Regions from separate parts of the Danio rerio genome. Here region 1 is linked to region 2. A link is a contact called in public Micro-C data. All regions are on one chromosome and are shown on one strand. Each heading gives the region's core, a stretch centred on a gene start, on an enhancer-like site or on the middle of the called end of the contact. The rest is flanking DNA. Distances are from core to core; before and after follow the strand shown. Region 1 overlaps LOC101886077 (transcription initiation factor TFIID subunit 4). Region 2 holds the start of kctd15b (potassium channel tetramerization domain containing 15b).

Evidence for each region. A called contact is a pair of places that touch in the nucleus more often than the background predicts.
Region 1: a Micro-C map of caudal fin shows a contact between it and region 2, with 5 times the contacts expected there. The contact joins the enhancer-like site here to the promoter of kctd15b in region 2. A contact is called at or near these places in 2 of 18 Hi-C or Micro-C datasets (caudal fin and embryo) and 1 of 4 datasets of contacts at active chromatin or transcription factors (embryo).

Annotation. Positions count from the first base shown.
Region 1 is chr18:2,595,177-2,599,096 of GRCz12tu, reverse strand. It overlaps LOC101886077 (transcription initiation factor TFIID subunit 4), which reads left to right. Exons shown (of 15, transcript XM_073930134.1): 3 at 3,098-3,208. Among named protein-coding and RNA genes, the nearest start is that of lsm14ab, 22 kb to the left of the region's middle. Within about 2 kb of position 2,351, at least 5 of the 62 cell types and tissues checked have an H3K27ac peak or open chromatin away from gene starts, as enhancers often do.
Region 2 is chr18:2,358,763-2,362,855 of GRCz12tu, reverse strand. kctd15b (potassium channel tetramerization domain containing 15b) reads right to left here and starts at 1,448. Exons shown (of 5, transcript NM_001003527.1): 1 at 1,395-1,448.

The DNA of each region.
Region 1 (3,920 bases), core at 1,102-3,601, 240 kb before region 2:
TAGTTCCTTTATTCATCGGGGGTCGCCACAGCAGAATGAACCGCCAACTTATCCAGCACATGTTTTACGCAGTGGATGCTCTTCCAGCTGCAACCCAGTAATGGGAAACACCCATATTCACTCATTCACACTTACCAGGCCAGTTCGGTTCAACTGAGATTCAGTTTACATGTTCTCCCCGGGTTCTCCGGTTACCTTACACAGTTCAAAGACATGGGTGAAATGACCAAACCAGATTGACACCATCATGAGCTCTCAGCGAGCAGTATATCTCTCCATAGCAATCTCTTATTTGTCATTAGCAATAAATAAGCAGGAAAGATCTCGAGACCTACCTGAGTTCAAACTCCCCTCTCACCCTGCGATTGGGAGGGAACCCCGAGCTCGAGGATCTTATGAGCTCAGGGCTTTCTCCTGGGACATCATGCTAAACACACTTTAAAATCAATCACCAGCTACACTGTAAAAAAAAAAAAAAATTTATATTATATTATATACTTTATTTAAAAAATTATGTCCGGCAATTAAATAACAATTTACGGTAAAATAATGGATATTAAATTGCTGAAATTTCCTTCAATTTTAATTTCTGGTAAATTTGTGTAATTTAATATCTGTTATTTTACTGTAAATTTCTGTAATTTAACGGCCGTTATTTTACGCCTTTTTTCTGGCACCCCACCTACCGGAAATAAACAATAAAGTTACTGTGTGAAATACTGTTATTATATACTGCATATAGAAACAGGGTTGTAATGTATGTTGCCAGATTGAGGTAAAACGTGCTTCGAGATTTGAATATTTCATCAACTGTGTGAGGTGATGAGCTTCACACAAGATCTGGCAACTTGACAAACATGGACAGAGAGTGTTTTTTCATAACTAGATTGGGCCAAACGAATAACAGGAGTTTCCCGGGAGAAATGACAAAATGGGATGGTGGTGGGAGATGGGTGTGAAATACAGGAGACTCTCGGGGAGTGCTATGAACCTAACCTTTATTTTGATTTTATTTAAGTTAACGAAAATGTTTTCTGACCAGTAGTTCTAGTCTTCGTACTACTTTATAGGCACTACAATAGGGATTAATATTTTCAATTCAGCTTTATTTGTACAGCGCTTTTACAATGTAAATTGTGTCGAAGCAGCTTCATATAGAAGATCATATAAATTGAGGCAGTGTAGTTCAGTTTTCAGAGTTTAAGTTCAGTTTAACTCAGTTCATTGTGGTTTAATAGTCACTGCTGAGAGTCCAAACACTGAAGAGCAAATCCATCGATGCGCTGCTCTGGCGGTCCTGATCCATGCAAGGTAGTGGCAACCGTGATGAGGAAAAAACTTTTCATTAAAAAACCTGGATAGAAACCAGGCTCAGATGGGCACGACCTTTTCTCCTCTGGCCAAACGTCTTGTGCAGAGCTGCAGTCTAGGTGCTGGAGGCTGAAAGCTGGACCATAGCAAAGACTTGTCCGTCCCTGGAGTCTCACTGGAATCAGTCTCATGCTCTCCACTCCTCCATGACCACCACAGCAGATGCTCAGGATACGGCCTGGTCCAGGATTATGGAACCTTGGGATCATTTTGTCGCTGGTCTTGGATCGAATCAGTGGCGCTGCATAGACTGAGGGCCTCGGGATGAGTATCCCCAGGTGGAAATAGAGAATAAAGAGAATAATTAGCGTAGCTGCTGTTCATAGTGTATATAAACAAGATGCAGAAACTTGTGTGGAGCACATTCATGTATCATACCGCTAAGTGATGCACTGGGTGTATGCTTTACTAAAAAGACAGGTCTTAAATGTAGTTTTGAATTGGGAGAGTGTGTCTGAGCCTCGGACATTACCAGGAAGGCTATTCCAGAGTTAGGGGGCCATAAATGAGAAGGCTCGACCTCCTTTAGTAGACCTTGCTATTCTATGTACTACCAGAAGCCCTGTCTTTTGAGATCTTAAAGAGCGAGTTGAATTGTAGCGAGACAGAAGGTTGGCTATAAACAGGAGCTTGATTATTTAAAGCTTTATATTTTATAATCAATACGAAACTTGACAAACTTAATATGAGATTGTACAAAGTGAGTTTGTTACATTCCTCTTAATTGACCTGCTAATTCATCTTGTCTTTAAAGAAGCGTCATTTCAGGAGTAGTTTTATCAATGCAGTCAGTTAGTAGTAGAGTTTTAGTGTGTGTGGAGTTTGTGTTTTTATTCCCGGGCGCTTCTCCTCATCCTGCTGTCAGTCTTTGTGCGGAAGACGCTCCTCTTTCCTTGAATCATTTATCCTCCAACTGCCTGAGCGCTTTAAAAGACACTTCCACTGCGAGCGCGTCGCCGTCAGCGCGTGCATGTGTGTGTGTGTGTGTGCGCGGCCCCGAGCGGTTCCGCGTGTCTGCAGGGGCCCGGAGACGTGCATCTGTGTGTGTTGAGTTTGGCACTGATCTCGGAGCCCCTCACAGCAGGGATTTACACCCGGGTGTACCCTGCAGACACACACACTGAAATCAGGGCTCACAGGACAAGCATGGAGATCTCTGTCAGGAGCAGCGGGTCATGATTCATATGAACAACACAAGACATATGACTTATTATATGTATGCAGTTATTGAGAAGTATTATGTAAGGATTGTGCTATAAATTGCACACACTTCTACAGCAACTTTTTATGGGAACTTCCCATAGACGTGATCAATTGTATACTATGTAGTGTATATTCTCTTCTCTCCCTCTAAACTGAACCCTCACAGGAAACAATCTGCAGTTTTATATCATTTATTAATAAGTTGTTTTCCTCATGGGGACCAAAACATTTTCCCAATAAGGTCAAAATGTACTGGTTTTGCTATACATGTGGTGACATTTGGTAATTAAAAATAACGTTGGAAAATTCACATTGTCATGATCTGAACGGTCAGAAATGTAGATGAGATTCTGTCCTCATGTCTAGTTAACTCTCTGTTAAACATGACTAAACTGTCTACCAATGGTGTGATGAGTTTCAGAAATGCTCTGTGTTTTCAGATGCTGTGACCCTGCGTGTGTTTTCCTCCGTTCTCAATCTATCTTTCTCTCTTTTCTCTATTTGTCTGTATTTTCCCCTGCAGTCTCCTGTTAGCGCTCCGGCTATTCGTCCTGCTCCTGCGGCTCAAACGAAACTAGTCCAGTCCAGCTCCCCGAGCCCCGCAGCCCAGACCAGCACCACACCCGGACCCACTGTGAGCATCACCTGTCCCTTATTTATCTCTCTCTCTCTCTCTCTCTCTCTCTCTCTCTCTCTCTCTCTCTCTTTGGGTCCTATCATACACCCGGCGCAATAAGATGCAAGACAAGTTTGGTGTGATTTGTTGCTATTTTCAGGCCAGCGCGATAGTAATTTTCCCGCTTTGCGTCACATTGTTTGAATAGCAAATCCATTTGTGCCACTTTGTGGACTCATGTGTGTGCTGATGTATAAAGGAGGTGTGTTAAGGCGCATTGTTGGTGCGTTGCTATTTTAAGGAACTGAAATAGACAGTGCCACTGACCAACTAAAAGCTGCTCTAAAGTCCAGCGCAGAGTGTTAGTCATGCGACTATGCCGGTCCAAACGCTTACACACTGCTGAATAAACACTGGATGTAAAGCAATACACAAATATCTTTACTGATAAAAACAATTAAAGGATTAAAATATTACAGAAATGATTATTGTCTATATAAATTTAAAAATCACCGCCTTCATGCCTTCATCTCGGGGCTTTTTCAATTTATTAATGACAATCTGCATTGGTGTAATGTTATTATTAATAGCAATATTGTTGATTATATACGTAATTATAGTTTTTTTTATAAAAACAAGTTTAAATTTGTCCATCTGTGGTGTTTTGGAGATGTCTGCATCATTATATGGGGCATAAGAACAGGTCGTGTGTTTGGATGTAACTCAGTTT
Region 2 (4,093 bases), core at 199-2,698:
ACGGCAATTTACATAACAAGAAAAGAAAGGATAGAAGGTGAAGGTTGCCAAGAGTTTAATTAAAGTGACAGTCAAGTTTGATTTTTTTTTTATAAGAATGTCAGATTTAGAAAATGTGTGGATTTATAAAGATATGTTGTGCTCTGTTAAAATGGAGAACTAATAGTTAGAAAACAGCTTGAGTAAAGTGTACCTTTGTAATATTAATATTTTTTAAATGGTGAGAAAGTTTTAATAAAATCAAAAATCATATTAGGATGAGGAAAAACTATGGAAGCTAATGGTTCAAGCTTTCCTCGAAATATCTTTGTGTTCAAAAATAAATAAATGAATAAATAAAAAAATGCATTTAAACTTGAGTAAAAGACAGAACTTTCATTTTGGGTGAGCTATCACTTTAAACGGGGGCTTACATCCATGCAAACTGAGCTGGAAAATCCATATTAAACCTGTAGCTTCATTGAGTAGTCTAAACTCGTTTTATAACAGTTATCAGTTCAGATACTTAACTTTGGGACGGTTTCACTGTCATTCAACATTCATTTAAGTGTTAAATAAACACTCGTTTTCATCATTTATACTTCATAAAAGCGTTCTTGAGCTTCATCTCTTCAGGAGGGTTAGTAGCAGCTATAAATAGCCCTAAAACGGAACTGGTTCCCAAATATAAATCACCAGATGGGAACCTACTGTGTACTGATATTCGAAAAAAAACTTACTTTTAGCTTTATTCGGTGAGATATCCTAGCACATATTGTTAGCAGTCAAACTTCGAGACTCTCCTTTCCATTCAGTCCCCAAATAAACACGTTTGTGTTCAACTCTTAATGGCGGACTGTCTGTGAAACCGACGATGGAGGAGAGATCGGCGAAAACTTGGATATATACAATGAAATCAGTTTAGGTCGGTGCCCTACGGGTTAAAACTTCAATTCGGATCATTTCACAACATGGCGTCTCACTCCCAGCGATAAAGCTTCAGGTATGAGGCATATGCATGCATGCATGTGTATCCCGCGAATAATAATAGCTAGCAGACTCTCAGTGCCTGGAGGCTGTTTAAACAGGGTTAGAAATCTGAAAATCGCACGCGATTTGGTACGCGTTGTCACGGCGCAGCACACACACAAAATAAACCAGCATCACATCAATGATCTAGTCTACATGGAGGTGAGATTTGACAGGAAACGGTACCGTTTCAAACATCGTAGGTGTCCGGAGTTCGGATCAATCGGCTCCCAGATGAATGTTCGCGTCTCTCGCTCAAGTTTCTATCCGAAAAAGCTATATTCCCTTCCTGTCTGGAGTGAAAAACCCCGTCAAACTGCATTAAAGCGCAGCGCTGCTGTTGTGTGGACGCGTTCAGAGCGCAAACGCGCGCAGGACTGTCTTACCTTCTCCAGGAGACCGAGCTCTCCTTCCCCCTCTTGATCTTCTTATTTCTCAACACAAGCGTGTGTGTGTATCAGGCTTTTTTGGCCACGGCGAATCTGCTGCTTTGCTTATGGGCAGAAGGAAGCCAATAATCCGTCTCTGAATCAGAGCAGAGCCGAAAGAAGAATTCTGGCTCCGGGCTGCGCAAACGCCTCTGGGGCCACACAGGATTAGAGGACAATTAACTCAAACCCGAGCACACTCATTGGAACAGATGCAAACCTGATATTTCCCCCCCTCCTTGATTGTTTCAGCTGGAAAAAAAATAGCTCTAAAGTTGGGCGCATAACGGTTTACGCATCAGGCAAGTGTCACCGCGCCGTTCCTGAGACTTTGGAGAGGCAGAAAGGCTGATTTTAATCATTGTCATTTCGTCTGATGTAATATTCCCCCAGGCTCTTTCACAAAGGCAACACATTTTCCTTCCCCTGAACGAGTCGGAGAGAGTGTGTGTCTCTCCGCGCGCGCGCTGCGGCGGAGAACTTGTTGATAAAGTGGCGATAAAAAGACGCGTGTTGTTTTTTACGACGCCGAAATCTGGACGCGGCGCTCAGGCAACTCCTCTCCGCGCTCTAATGTCTGCGAGAATTGTAATGGCAAATTTCCTGAAGGCCATTAAAAGCGAATGACGTCTGGACATCATTCACTGTGCGCCCGCGGCCAAATGCGCCATTTCAATTATTGCGCACGGCTAGATGGAGGCGTCTGCTCCAGGATCTCCCCCTACACACACACACACACACACACACACACACACACACACACACACACACACACACACACACTTCTCGAGCTGGATTTTCATTTATTTAACGGGCAGGCAAACAAATACAGACAGTTGTGTCGGGCTTCAGCTGCGCGCAGCGGCCCCGCGCAGGTACTGGATTATTTATTTATCTGAATGTTTGTTTATTTGCGTGTAAATAACTGTGAATAATTGATGTTGCGCTGAGACCCGTAATTACTGGAGCTCTCACATGCAGGACTGACTGATGATGCAGGAGGAGGCTTTTCCTGATATCTGGCGCCCGCCAGTGTCGGTTTGGGGGAACCACAGTTGCACACTTTAGTGTATGTTATAAAAAAACTAAATATACACAGTAAAAAACCAAATTAATAGCCCTCCTCAAAAATTATGATTCTTCAAACATTTAAAGTGATGTTTAACAATTTTTTGCGTCTAGAGAAAGTCCAGTATAAACACTATTTTCTCAAAAAGTTTACAAATTTATAAAGTCAATATCAATATTAATGACCTCTTTTAATTATTATAATATTTAAAAGGTTTTTAATCACACCTGTCCTCAGGTCTTTAAACTGGCTCACAGTTACATTCAGAATAGATTTTAAAGTATTATTACTGGTCTGTAAATCACTAAATGGCCTAGGACAGGGGTGAGGAACCTTTTTTCAGCAAAGAGCCATTTCAGATTTTTTTTAATCAAATGTGGTTTTTTTAAGAGCCATATGGGGTGTGTGTGTAAAAAAAAAAAAATAAATAAAAAAATAAAAAACATATATATATATATATATATATATATATATATATATAAATTGTTACTTGAATAGATCACAAACATAATTTAACAACAATTGGGAATATTGTCTTATGTATGACAGGTTTATGTCCTTAACATTAATCTAGTCAGAATCCTATGTCACTGACCTTGTCGTCCAATTTTGATTAGAGCTTCCTGATTGACAAGTGCCCTGCCCCCCCTCTATGGAATACCCCAATGAAGTCATGTGATTTTTCTCACATGAAGTCCATGCTAAATTTATAATAAAAGTCCTGTTGCCTAAATTTTGTTAGAACAGAAATAAACACACATAAGCTTAGGCGTCCCAGATTACACAATGTCCCAGATTACCCAAATTCACCCTATATATATATAACAAAATCTTTATTTATTTATAAACAAAACCTTTATTTATGTCCATGCACAATTCAAAAATAAACAAACACGACGCATCAATGTATAAAGAAAGGACACTTTACTGAAGTTTTTTCTTTTTGCCAACACCACACATGAATGTTTAAATGTGCATGAGGTTACAATAGAAATGTAAATTACCCTAGAAATGTACAGTAGAAATGTAAGAAATATAACTTCTCCTTTATTGATGTTGTGATACAAGTTCAACCACAGCACCACATACACTCAGCAATAAAGGTATGAGAGCTGTCATTGGGGTGGTACCTTTTTGAAAGGTACATATTTGTACTTAAAGGGTAAATGTTGGTACTTCAAAGGTTAATATTAGTACCTACAAATTTCAAGAGGTACACTTTTGTACTTTTTAGGTACTATTATGTACAATGAGGTATTCATAAGAACCCTTTAAGTACAAATATGTACCTTTCAAAAAGTTGATGACCCCTGCTGTAGACTGATGGCATTTCATGCTGTTCAGCTTTATAATCTTAAAAAGTCATCCCTTTAGACATTACCAGTGTAGGGAAGGTTACTTTGGAAATGTAATAGATTACAGATTACAAACTACCCTATTTAAAATGCAATAAGTTACACTACTTTTCAATTACTTTACAGAAGTAAAGTAACTAATTACATTTGATTACTTTTAAGTTCCTAATGTATATTTTCATTTAAATTATTTTCAAGCATTTATACCAAGCAGGTGTAACCTTACAATAGCT